3 separate regions of the Mus musculus genome follow, and all the other regions are linked to region 2. The links are chromatin contacts, called in public Hi-C and HiChIP or PLAC-seq maps. All regions are on one chromosome and are shown on one strand. The core of a region is the stretch at or near the end of the contact, and the rest is flanking DNA. Distances in the headings are between cores, read along the strand shown.

What was found. A called contact is a pair of places that touch in the nucleus more often than the background predicts. HiChIP or PLAC-seq counts read pairs in DNA pulled down with a chosen protein or histone mark.
Region 1: an HNF4G HiChIP or PLAC-seq map of pancreatic cancer cells shows a contact between it and region 2. The contact joins the enhancer-like site here to the promoter of Gpr85 in region 2. A contact is called at or near these places in 3 of 39 promoter capture datasets (the C10 cell line, cranial neural crest and liver), 2 of 484 Hi-C or Micro-C datasets (cortical neurons and macrophages) and 2 of 115 datasets of contacts at active chromatin or transcription factors (bone marrow-derived macrophages and pancreatic cancer cells).
Region 3: a contact with region 2 is called in a Hi-C map of cerebellar granule neurons, with 2.2 times the contacts expected there. The contact joins the enhancer-like site here to the promoter of Gpr85 in region 2. A contact is called at or near these places in 1 of 39 promoter capture datasets (hippocampal neurons), 5 of 484 Hi-C or Micro-C datasets (brain, cerebellar granule neurons, cerebellum and 1 more), 3 of 115 datasets of contacts at active chromatin or transcription factors (bone marrow-derived macrophages, embryonic stem cells and neural progenitor cells) and 2 of 9 other capture datasets (adipose tissue and liver).

The regions. Positions count from the first base shown.
Region 1 is chr6:14,043,177-14,046,631 of GRCm38.p6, reverse strand. It overlaps Gm38767 (a long non-coding RNA gene), which reads right to left. Exons shown (of 4, transcript XR_868803.3): 4 at 1-2,438. Among named protein-coding and RNA genes, the nearest start is that of Gm38767, 26 kb to the right of the region's middle. Within about 2 kb of position 1,776, at least 25 of the 459 cell types and tissues checked have an H3K27ac peak or open chromatin away from gene starts, as enhancers often do. A contact at or near this core is called in pancreatic cancer cells, where this site is marked.
Region 2 is chr6:13,838,245-13,841,535 of GRCm38.p6, reverse strand. It overlaps Gpr85 (G protein-coupled receptor 85), which reads left to right and starts at 1,594. Exons shown (of 3, transcript NM_001330667.1): 1 at 1,594-1,894; 2 at 2,357-2,976.
Region 3 is chr6:13,981,350-13,984,806 of GRCm38.p6, reverse strand. No RefSeq gene overlaps it. Among named protein-coding and RNA genes, the nearest start is that of Gm38767, 35 kb to the left of the region's middle. Within about 2 kb of position 2,051, at least 9 of the 459 cell types and tissues checked have an H3K27ac peak or open chromatin away from gene starts, as enhancers often do. A contact at or near this core is called in cerebellar granule neurons and cerebellum, where this site is marked.

The sequences.
Region 1 (3,455 bases), core at 527-3,026, 200 kb before region 2:
TAGGTATAACTTCTCACTCAAGTTGCCCAGGTCAAAAACTCCCTCACAGACATGGCCAGAGATTTGTGCCAAAGGTAATTCTAAACCCCGTGATATCATTGATCAATATAAACACCACATCCGCATTCCTATTGTTATGTCAATGTTTAATGAAAGTCATGATAAATAAAAACAATGGCATGCAGTCACAAGACAAAGCAACTAAAGGACCAGACTTAGAGTTGACTCTGACCCTTAGCCATCCAAAGATGGCTTTTTGATAACTCTAACATATATATATAAATATATAATGGAAACATTAGAAAGCATGTAGGAATATAAAAAGTATTTCACTACAACAGTTAGCATTAATGGAAAATACTAAAAAATGCATAAAACCCATGGAAATAAAGATTTTAAAATCCCTTTGTGGTGCTTTCTCCCAAAGTATATAGTAAGGAAAGAATCAATAAACTTGGAGCTAAAGCAAATTAATTTTCTCAACTAAATAAGAAGAGAGAAAATAGACGACAACAACAACACAAATAGAGACCTCAAGAACTGGAGATTATGAAATTTCTAAGATGAAACTGTACATGCCTCGCTCAAATCAGTGAAGGGTTAAATATTTATTGTAGTTGTACTTGTCACCTAGGCGTGAGGATACGAATCCAGATTTCTGGTACCAGGTAAGAGCAAGATCCCTTGGGTCCATGGAAAATTGATCTTACCAAATTGCTATGGTCCAATCATTAAAAGGAAAGGTTCTGCTTCAAACACAGCAAGAAGGGTCTGAAGAAACTTACTGAGGACCCAGTTTTATTTTCCAGCAACCACACAGCATCTCACAACCACCTGTAACTATAGTTATCTGGCACATTCTTCTGTGATTCACATGTACCACATGGAACTAGTACATATTAACACAAACACACACACACACACACACACACACCACAGAAGTAAATAAAACTAAAAATTGAGATTGAAAATTACTGAAAAAGATATTTCATATCTATATATGTCATATATATACATATATATATGCACACACCTCTAAGCACCCCTCCTACACACATGCATACCCATGTACACTCCCAGGTGCCTCCTCCTCATGCCCATGATAGTGAGACTTAAAAAGGTAAGTTTATTGAATCTGAATTCCAGACAGACAGAACCAGATTTAAAAAAAAATGTGTTATCATGTAACACATTATTTTCAGCCACTTTAGAAACACTTAAATGTCTAACACAAAAATAGTAACACAATAATGTATGTGAAATATGCAGAAGCAAAATAAAACAAAGCACAAAATTAAGAAAGAACATTGTAACTCAGCATTGAATGCTGCTTAAGTTATATATATACATAGATGGTATAATAATATTCTAAGACTGACTGTCATATTGCATATGCACATTGAAAGTTCTAGAGTACTTACTAAAATTAGTTTTAAATGTGTCACTATTAATCCAGTATTGGAAATGAAAAGAGAAGGAGATAAAGGAATAACTGTAACTGAAGACTTCAATGCCTTCAATATCACACAGTAAACTTGAACAGAAAATCATGAAGGTGTGGAAGACCGAAGAACACTGTTCATTAGTGCAACATCCAAATATTTAGCACTTCCTAATCAAAGAAAACTGACATTATTAAAAACACAATGGGATGTTCACCGACATAGATTATCCTCTAAGCCAGTGGTTCTCAAGTTTCTTAATGCTGAGTCACCTTAATACACTTCCTCATGTTGTGGTTATGTCAACCATAAAATTCTTTCCTTACTACTGTAATGACTGAGTCATAATGTAAATATTTGATAGGCATGATATTTGATATGCTACTCTCAATAGGGTTGTGACCCACAAGTCGAGAACCACTGTTCTAGGCCATGCCCCAATACAGGGAATGCCAGGGCCAGGAAGCAGGAGTAGGTGGGTTGGGGAGCAGGGAGGAGGGAGGGTATAAGGGACTTTCGGGATAGCATTTGAATTGTAAATGAAGAAAATATCTAATTAAAATTGTTTAAATAAAAAAAAAGAAAAGAAAGCATGTTGAGTCTATGTTAGTCTGTAATAAAATGGAACTACAAATGAATAACAGAAGAATATATGAACAATTCCAAGCCCCAAGTTTAGAGTTAGTGACATGTTTCCTAACTATTCATCAAAGAGAAAATATTTGCAAGAAAATAAAAGTAAAACAATACTCTAAATGTAGTGATAGCAGTAATAACATTCAATTTATAGTAGGAAATGTTTATATTTGAATTTTTAATAGATTTTATTCATTTATTCAAGTATATGAGTACACTGTTGCTGTCTTCAGACATACCAGAAGAGAGTATCCAATCTCATTGCAGATGGTTGTGAGTCATATGTAGTTGCTGGGGATTGAACTCAGGACCTCTGAAAAAACAGTCAGTGCTCTTAACCTCGGAGCCATCTCTTCAACACTATATTAGAATACATAAAAGAACAGTTCAAGAATTAATTATTTTACATTGTCCTCTTGAAAGAAAACAGCAAATTAAGTTGAATTAAGCACAAGAAAATGAATAATAGAAACAATAGCAGAAACGGATGGAATAAGAATGGTTAACAATGGAAAATCTCAATGATCCATACTATGACACAAAAATAATTTTTAATGGTAAAATATTTAATCTAGTTATTTTACTATTGGAAAGAATAAAGCTATATAGTATTTACTGTTTTAATTTCACATATACTGGAGTATAATTTTTTTTACAATGCTCATCAGTAGCATCGTGTACTGACATTGCTCAGTTATTGAAAAGAGATTGTTTACATAATTAACCTGCCTTCCATTTCTTCCCACTTTTTCTAAAATGAAAAATGTGGCATCTCCCAAACTCAGGGCATTCTGAGTGTATCTCTTGATTATCTTCTTTATCTCAATTCACATATTTTTTTTTCTTGTCTTTTACTTTTATTTACACTGAAGAATTCCCTCTTGAAACTTACTGTCTCCTGGAATAGACTGTAATATATTATGATGGAACAAGTTTCCAAAAGCAAGGTTAAGCAGAAGATAATTTTGGTCTAATGTTTGCTTAGATAGTCATAAACAGCACAATCAAATTAAAATGGAAACAGCATTGCTGGTACCTGTCTGCAACTAATTCTTAAAACTTTCACTGAATAGTCAACTGATTGTATAGCTGCCAAGAAATATTTTAATGTGGAAATTACTGTTCAAAACCAACTATAACCATTGTCTACAAAATTTATGGTGTGTACTTCAGAACAAGTATGTGCTGGCTGGTTTTGTGTGTCAACTTGACACAGACTAGAGTTAATCACAGAGAAAGGAGCTTCAATTGGGGAAGTGACTCCATGAGATCCAGCTGTGGTGCATTTTCTCAGTTGGTGATCAAGGGGGAAGGGCCCATTGTAGGTGGTGCCATCTCTGGGCTGGTAGTCTTGGATTCTATAAGAGAGCAGGCTGA
Region 2 (3,291 bases), core at 345-2,844:
CTTTGTACCTTAACTCAAAAAAAAATTTTTTTTCTATGTTTGGTGATACAAGGAATCAAAAAAGAAATTAGCTGAGATCAGTAACCCTACAATATGAGAACAAATCTTCAGTAATCGATACACTTTTTTGAGAACTTCTTGTTAATATGAAACCTTGTCCATCCACTAAATATATCTTTAAAACCCCTGTTGTTGAAAGATGCAAAATCTGGCTTTTTCTCCTGTAGCATTAATGAACTAAATTAAAAATTATTTCACTAGTTTTTGAGCACCTTGCAAGCCAAAAAAAATAAAAAAATTGGCATTTTTATCTAATAACTGGGGGGAGGGGGACCTGAAATAAGTGTAACTGTACTCAATTATAAAGGAAAAATTGCTCTAGTATACCTGGAAGTTGGTATAAAAGGCTTCTTCATATACATATCACTTTCTATTATCTTTAAGGAATCAATAAATGCTTCTTTTTTAAGATTTTTATTTTATTATTTTTATTTTGTGTGTGTGAGTTGGGAATTGAATTTATAAATCCTCTGCTCGCTCCGGTTAGCCCCGCTCAACTCTGCTTGCTGGGATTCGGACATTCGGAAGAGCAGTCAGTGCTCTTACTCCCTGAGGCATCTCATCAGCCCCAATATATGCTTCTTAAAGTATAAGATCAGTTAGCCGGGCGTGGTGGCGCACGCCTTTAATCCCAGCACTCGGGAGGCAGAGGCAGGCAGATTTCTGAGTTTGAGGCCAGCCTGGTCTACAAAGTGAGTTCCAGGACAGCCAGGGCTACACAGAGAAACCTTGTCTCAAAAAAAGAAAAGAAAAAAAGATTAAAAAAAAAAAGTATAAGATTAGTTAGCCCTATGCTTTTTGCCAAAATGAATTATTCCTTGTGGTCTGGCAATCTATTTTCACCTTTACATTTACTTTTAAATGTTTTCTTAACCTGAAAAACCTAACAACTTGTCAATGGTGGATATTTAAGTTAACTTACTTGAATCGCTTTTTCTATATAGTTTTTTTTTAATCTTAAAAGTTCAGCAAACAACCATTCTTTGCAAAACGCATTGAGAAGTAGAAAATTTAAGTAGAAAATTAATCTGTAGTTTCATAAAAAACAAATTTGAGATTTTACTTAAAAGTTGTACCCATCATATGGTTTTGAGTTCTTCTGAGTCGTGTTTCACAAAAACCAGGGTGTCTCCCTTGGGTGGAAATATTTTCAAGTTACTTCCAGTATTGTTGTAGGATTGACTCTCCTAAGATGCCTAAGCAAATGTTTTATGGATAACCAAAAGAACAGACACACACACACACACACACACACACACACACACACACATACACACACCCCACAGCTAATCATTATTTTTTTAATTGGCTAAAAAAAATCTCCAATCAAATCAGGGCAATTCAACATTATTTCAGTATTACTAACGTTGGTCTTTGTGTAACGACTGTGACATCATGACAGTGAAGTATTCATTTTTAAGCTTTAAACATTTTACCTCTATGTATCCAATAGAAATACAATATGTAAATTAACCTATATTATCTGTATGCTGATTGGCTTGACTTCCCCTGAATGTCACAATCTCACCACCCAGCGATGAGGTATTTTACTGCTGTCTCGAGATCGAATTATTACTGTAGAGAGATATTTTTTTCTATTTCATTAACAGATTATTATAAAGCAATAAGCTTGCAGGAAGACAAGCAGACGTTTCACCTTGGGAATTAATGAAAGCGTGCCTGCTAGCTTTTAAGGGGTGAAGAGTGGGTAGTTGTTTAAAATCTTACCCCACCCTCGCAAAAACTCTTTGGAAATGGGAGAATCGAGACGTGGATGATTCTTGGGGCGTTCCTAATCACCAGGTGTCAGACTATGTGGTGTTTGTGGACTGGTGTAAGTTTCCGGTATTCATCATATTCCTGGTATTATTATTTTTTAAATGTCTAATAACAAAAAAAGGGAAAGGGGAAACTCATACACTCCACCGCTTTGACATCAGCAACCTATTGGTCATCCCAGCTTGGAAGAGAAAGGAGAGTCTTGTTGCTTGGGGTGGGATGCGAGGAACAGCCATGTAAAATCTTTGTACTCCTGATCCATTAGTCACGTTCGAGAAGGTAGAATGAGTGTAGATCGGTTTTGCACTTGTCGCCTGAACTTAGCCTCTCCTTCCTTAAACGCAGATCTGCGTGCCTTCAAGAACAGATGACCACTGACAAAGACAAGGCTGCCCCAACCCGCTTCCCTTCTTCCCCCACTGGCAAGATTTTTGACTGTGCTTAATTTTTTTTCTTTCCTTTTTTTTTTTTTTTTTTTTTTTTTTTTAATTTTCATTCTTTCTTTTTCTCTCCCCAGCTAGCGTGCCAAATCAAAGATCAGCAGGGGGAAAAATCATTTGAGAAGAATTCTACAAGGCGCATCCAATGCTTAGCAGGACCACCCTGACAGAGAAAGGAAGACGATGTTTGGGGAAGGCGAGGGTTCGGGGCAGCTGGGGCGGAGGCGGCCGTCCGCGGCACGGTGGCTTCGTGCGCTGCCCTAGGGGAAGAGGATGGGCCTGAGGTCCGGGAAGAGCCTTCCCGAGCCCCCCACTGCCAATGCATGCGGGGAGGGAAAAGTTCCGAAGCTGCCTCGAGGGAACAAAAGCCTGATTTGGGGCCGGCTGAACTGGACAGGACTTTGAAGCAAAGCCAGCCTGCTCCGGAGACAGGCAGGGGTTCCTGCTGGCTCGGCGGAGGCCGGAGCAAGCCTCGCCGCCGCCCTCGCCACCGCGCCGCCGCCGCCGCGGCCCCTGCGTTACTGGGGGAGACGGTGCCGCTGCGACAGGGGAGGACGCGGCTGGAGCTGAAGGAGGCTCCAACGCGCAGGCGCCGCCGAGCCCTGCCTGGATGCTCAGTCAAGGCACTCAGGAAAAAAAAATCAGCAATTTATAGAAAGAAGAAGCTATAGTCTGTCGGGATATCCAACACCAACAGGTAGGAGGATATACTCTCGGTTAAGTTTGGGGGAGGGGGTTGCACCGTGCTGATGAAACTGCAGGTTCATCAGGATACAGCCCTCCCTGAGGGTTTTTTTTTTTTTTTTTTTTTTTTTTTGACAATAAACTGCATAATGGAAGTACATTCAGACAATGCATCTTCTAACGCTTATTGAGAATTCGGTTTCTGGAAACCTTTGCAAAGCTGAGGAATATGAGACTGCGAATCACGGAGAACCCTTCCCTTGCAGCACAGAAGCAATCTCTTCCCATCTTCGAGTATGTAATGCATATCTCTCTCTCTCTCTCTCTC
Region 3 (3,457 bases), core at 802-3,301, 140 kb before region 2:
AACCCAGAAATGTTCCTGTCCCAAGGAAAAACAGGGACAAAAAAAAAAAAAAAAAAGAAAGAAAAAAGAAAAAGAAGAAGCAGAGACTGAAGAAAGGCCATCCAGGGACTGCCCCACCAGGGCATCCAGGATCCTGGGAGGACTGCAACTTGGGAGGTTCAGAGAACAACTGACCAATGCAGATGTGGATGCTTGGAGCCAACCATCAGACTGAGCTCGGGGACCCTAGGAGAGAAGCAGAGAGGGTTTGCTACCCTATAGGAATAACAATGTCATCGGAATGGAACACAGTACTCCCAGGGACTAGACCACCAGACAAGGAGTGCACAGGGATGGATCCATGGATCCAGATACATAGGTAGCAGGGAATGGCCTTATCTGACATGAATGGGAGGAGAGGCCCTTGGTCCTGTGGAGGTTTGCTGCCCCAGTGAAAGGGGATGATGGAGGGGTGGGACAGAGAGGGTAGGTGGGTGGGGGAGCACTCTCGTAAAGCAAAGGGGAAGGAGGAGAGGGAAGTAGTGGAATGGGAAATATCATTTGAGATGTAAATGAATAGAATAATTAATAAATAATAATAAATTAAAAAAGAAAATCTCTACTGTTATATTATTGACCATGTTCATTTGTTAAGAGTAAAAGCCATCCCATATTTTGCAGTAAGGGGAGGCTTATTTACAAGAAAAACATTTTCCAAAGCTGTAAAATTTAAAGTCACAAATGAATTATCAGTTGTGATGTAGAAAGAATGACTGCAGTAAGTAAGTAATATTACTGAATGACCAATAAGGCCTCATGTGTGTGGTCCATTATCCAACTTTTAACTCTGGAAATCTAGAGCTGATTTTGTCTATGTAGGTTGCATTTCTTTTTCTCATGGAGGACTTTGGACTTCACAATGCTCCATGTTGTACTCTTCACTGAAGAGGCTAGTGCTATTTCAGATGTTTTTTTTAATCTCTGCTGAAGCACTTATATCTAACTTCCTCCATGAGAATATTATATTTTTACAATATTCTTTGGATATTTTCACAGCCTTTTTGGCCATATTATAATTCTCTATCATGAAAATCACACAGTGAGCTTATGAGATGAGAGCTGGGATCTCCACCAAGTGGGCTGAAGGGACTGACTATAATGAAGTTTGATCTCTTATCCTGGTTATCCAAAGAATTACAACTAAATCCAGATTACTTCTAAAATCAATATAGAAAATTGTCTGGGCATGAGACTAGATATACATATAAATAATGCATAATAAATATTTATTGATAACCTCAGCTATGAAATTAGGTTCGTTTTTTAGTTAGACCTCAGCAAATTATAGAGGATAAAGTAAATAGGATTTATTTCAATGGCGAATGTCAAGAAGTACATATACATTACAACTAAAGAAAGAGGAACCCCCCCAGCTAGGAATCAAGTACCTGACTTAAAGATGGTAAGTAGTATGACAATAGACAGTAAGGTCTCTGAAATGTGGTTATACAAAGGCCATAGTAGATGCCAAGGACACGATCCATCCTAATTCCTGTCAAACAGCTCAATGATGCGCCACATCCCAGAAGAATGAATGCAGGATATTAGCCATGCAACAGGCTGGTATGAAAACACCCATGTCTATAACTTTGCAGGGATATTTTAGATGGATAGAAAGTCTACCCTATACCATCACATATTTGTGAAAATTAGATTCTCAAACATTCATTTGTCTTTATTTTTCAAGATTTCTCTAGGCCTTCTCCTCAAATCCCTAATTCTGGCAATTCATAATTGTTTATGTGAAAATTATGTTCCGATTTTAAATCCTCAAGCATTTGGAGATATGAAGTTGGGAATGACATCTGTTCCAGTTGGCACTTCTCCATCATCTCCATTGCACTACAAATTTTACTGACAAGGTTTGTAACTGTGGGAAGCAGGTGCAGCCACATGGGCCAAGATGGTGTCCTGGCCCATTGCCAGGTCCCGTGAACCCCACATGTTTACTGCCTTACCCAAACATGAGCAGTAAAACTGCATGCGTAAGCTGCCTGCCAATCTAGACTATTCCTCGTGATCTGGATCTGTCAGCCTATCTGTGACTGACCTGAGCTTGTGCCTGAAGCGTGTGTGATTCTGATTAGATGAGGTGGTGTGGAGCGAGATGAGGTCAGGTGCCCCGAGTATAGGAGTATAGCGCTTGCTGCAAGAAGGACAGGGGAAGAAGAAGCAGCTGGGGAGAGAGCTGGAAGGGAAAAAGCTGCAAGTAAAGAAGCTGCTACATGAACCCGCTTTGGTGTCTGTGTCGTTCTTGTCTCTGTGGGTCAGAGAGTGCAGCAAGTGGTGGCCCGTACGGGGAACTCATCCCGTTGGTTGGCAACAGTAAGTAAAGAAAGTACAGACCTTTGAAATTTTGAGTAAGCAGCTGTAAGGAAATTTTAGTAAGCAGTGGTAAGGAAATTTTGGTAAGCAGCAGTAAGGAAATTTTAGTAAGCAGCAGTAGGGAAATTTTGGTAAGCAGCTACTGCTTTATCAGTAAAGACAGGTTTCCCAGAAAAAAAGGGAACGGAGCATTAAGGTTCTCAGGAATAGAGACGAAGGGAATTTAAAAAAGCACAGGCCTGTCAGGTGCCCGGAAAAAAGGGGACGGAGCACTAAGACTCTCAGGAATAGAGATGAAGGCAATTTCGGTAATATGGGTTCAACTGCGACTAAAATGAAAGTAAAAATGTTAACCATCTGAGTCTTGGTCAGGGCGTGCTTGAGGGACAGCAGTGGAAAGTACAATGCTAAAATAGAGGAAGGAGCAGAGGCGCTTGAGGGGGCTAAGGAGATTGCTTCTCAGGCTAGCAGCCGAAAACCTAAACAGCTTAGACAACAAACCAAAGATAAGAAAGAGAAGAAGGAATCTAGCTCTGAGGGGTCTACTAGTGACAGTGCCAGGACTGATAGTGACAGTGGCGTCTGTAGTCAGATGTCCCACTGGAGTTTGAGTTGTGGTAGGCCGCCCGAACCATCAGCCCCTCCGTTGCCTTCTCCTCACCCCTATAAAGATGAGGGAGACAAAAGGGGAAAGCATAGTCTTCCTGCAGAAGTCTGGAAAAATGTGCCCGCTGTTGCAGGGGTCATCCCAGTATTTCAGGACCAACAGGGGCAATGGTATCATGAACCCCTGGATTGGAAGGTTGTACAAAGATTGAAGGAGTCAGTTTTGACTTATGGGGTCCAGGCTGCCTTTACCATAACTCAGGTTGAGTGCCTACAGCCGTACTGTATGATGCCTTTTGATTGGCAGAACCTCTGCAAGACCATTCTTTCAGGAGGAGGTTATTTAACATGGAAGGCTGCTTATATTGAGCATGCCGTTGAACAGGCTGCAGCTAATGCTGCCACTGGACTCCCCAATGCAGCCTGGAATGTAGACATGTTAATGGGGCAAGGGAATTTTGCCAACAATCAAACAGGTTATCCTATA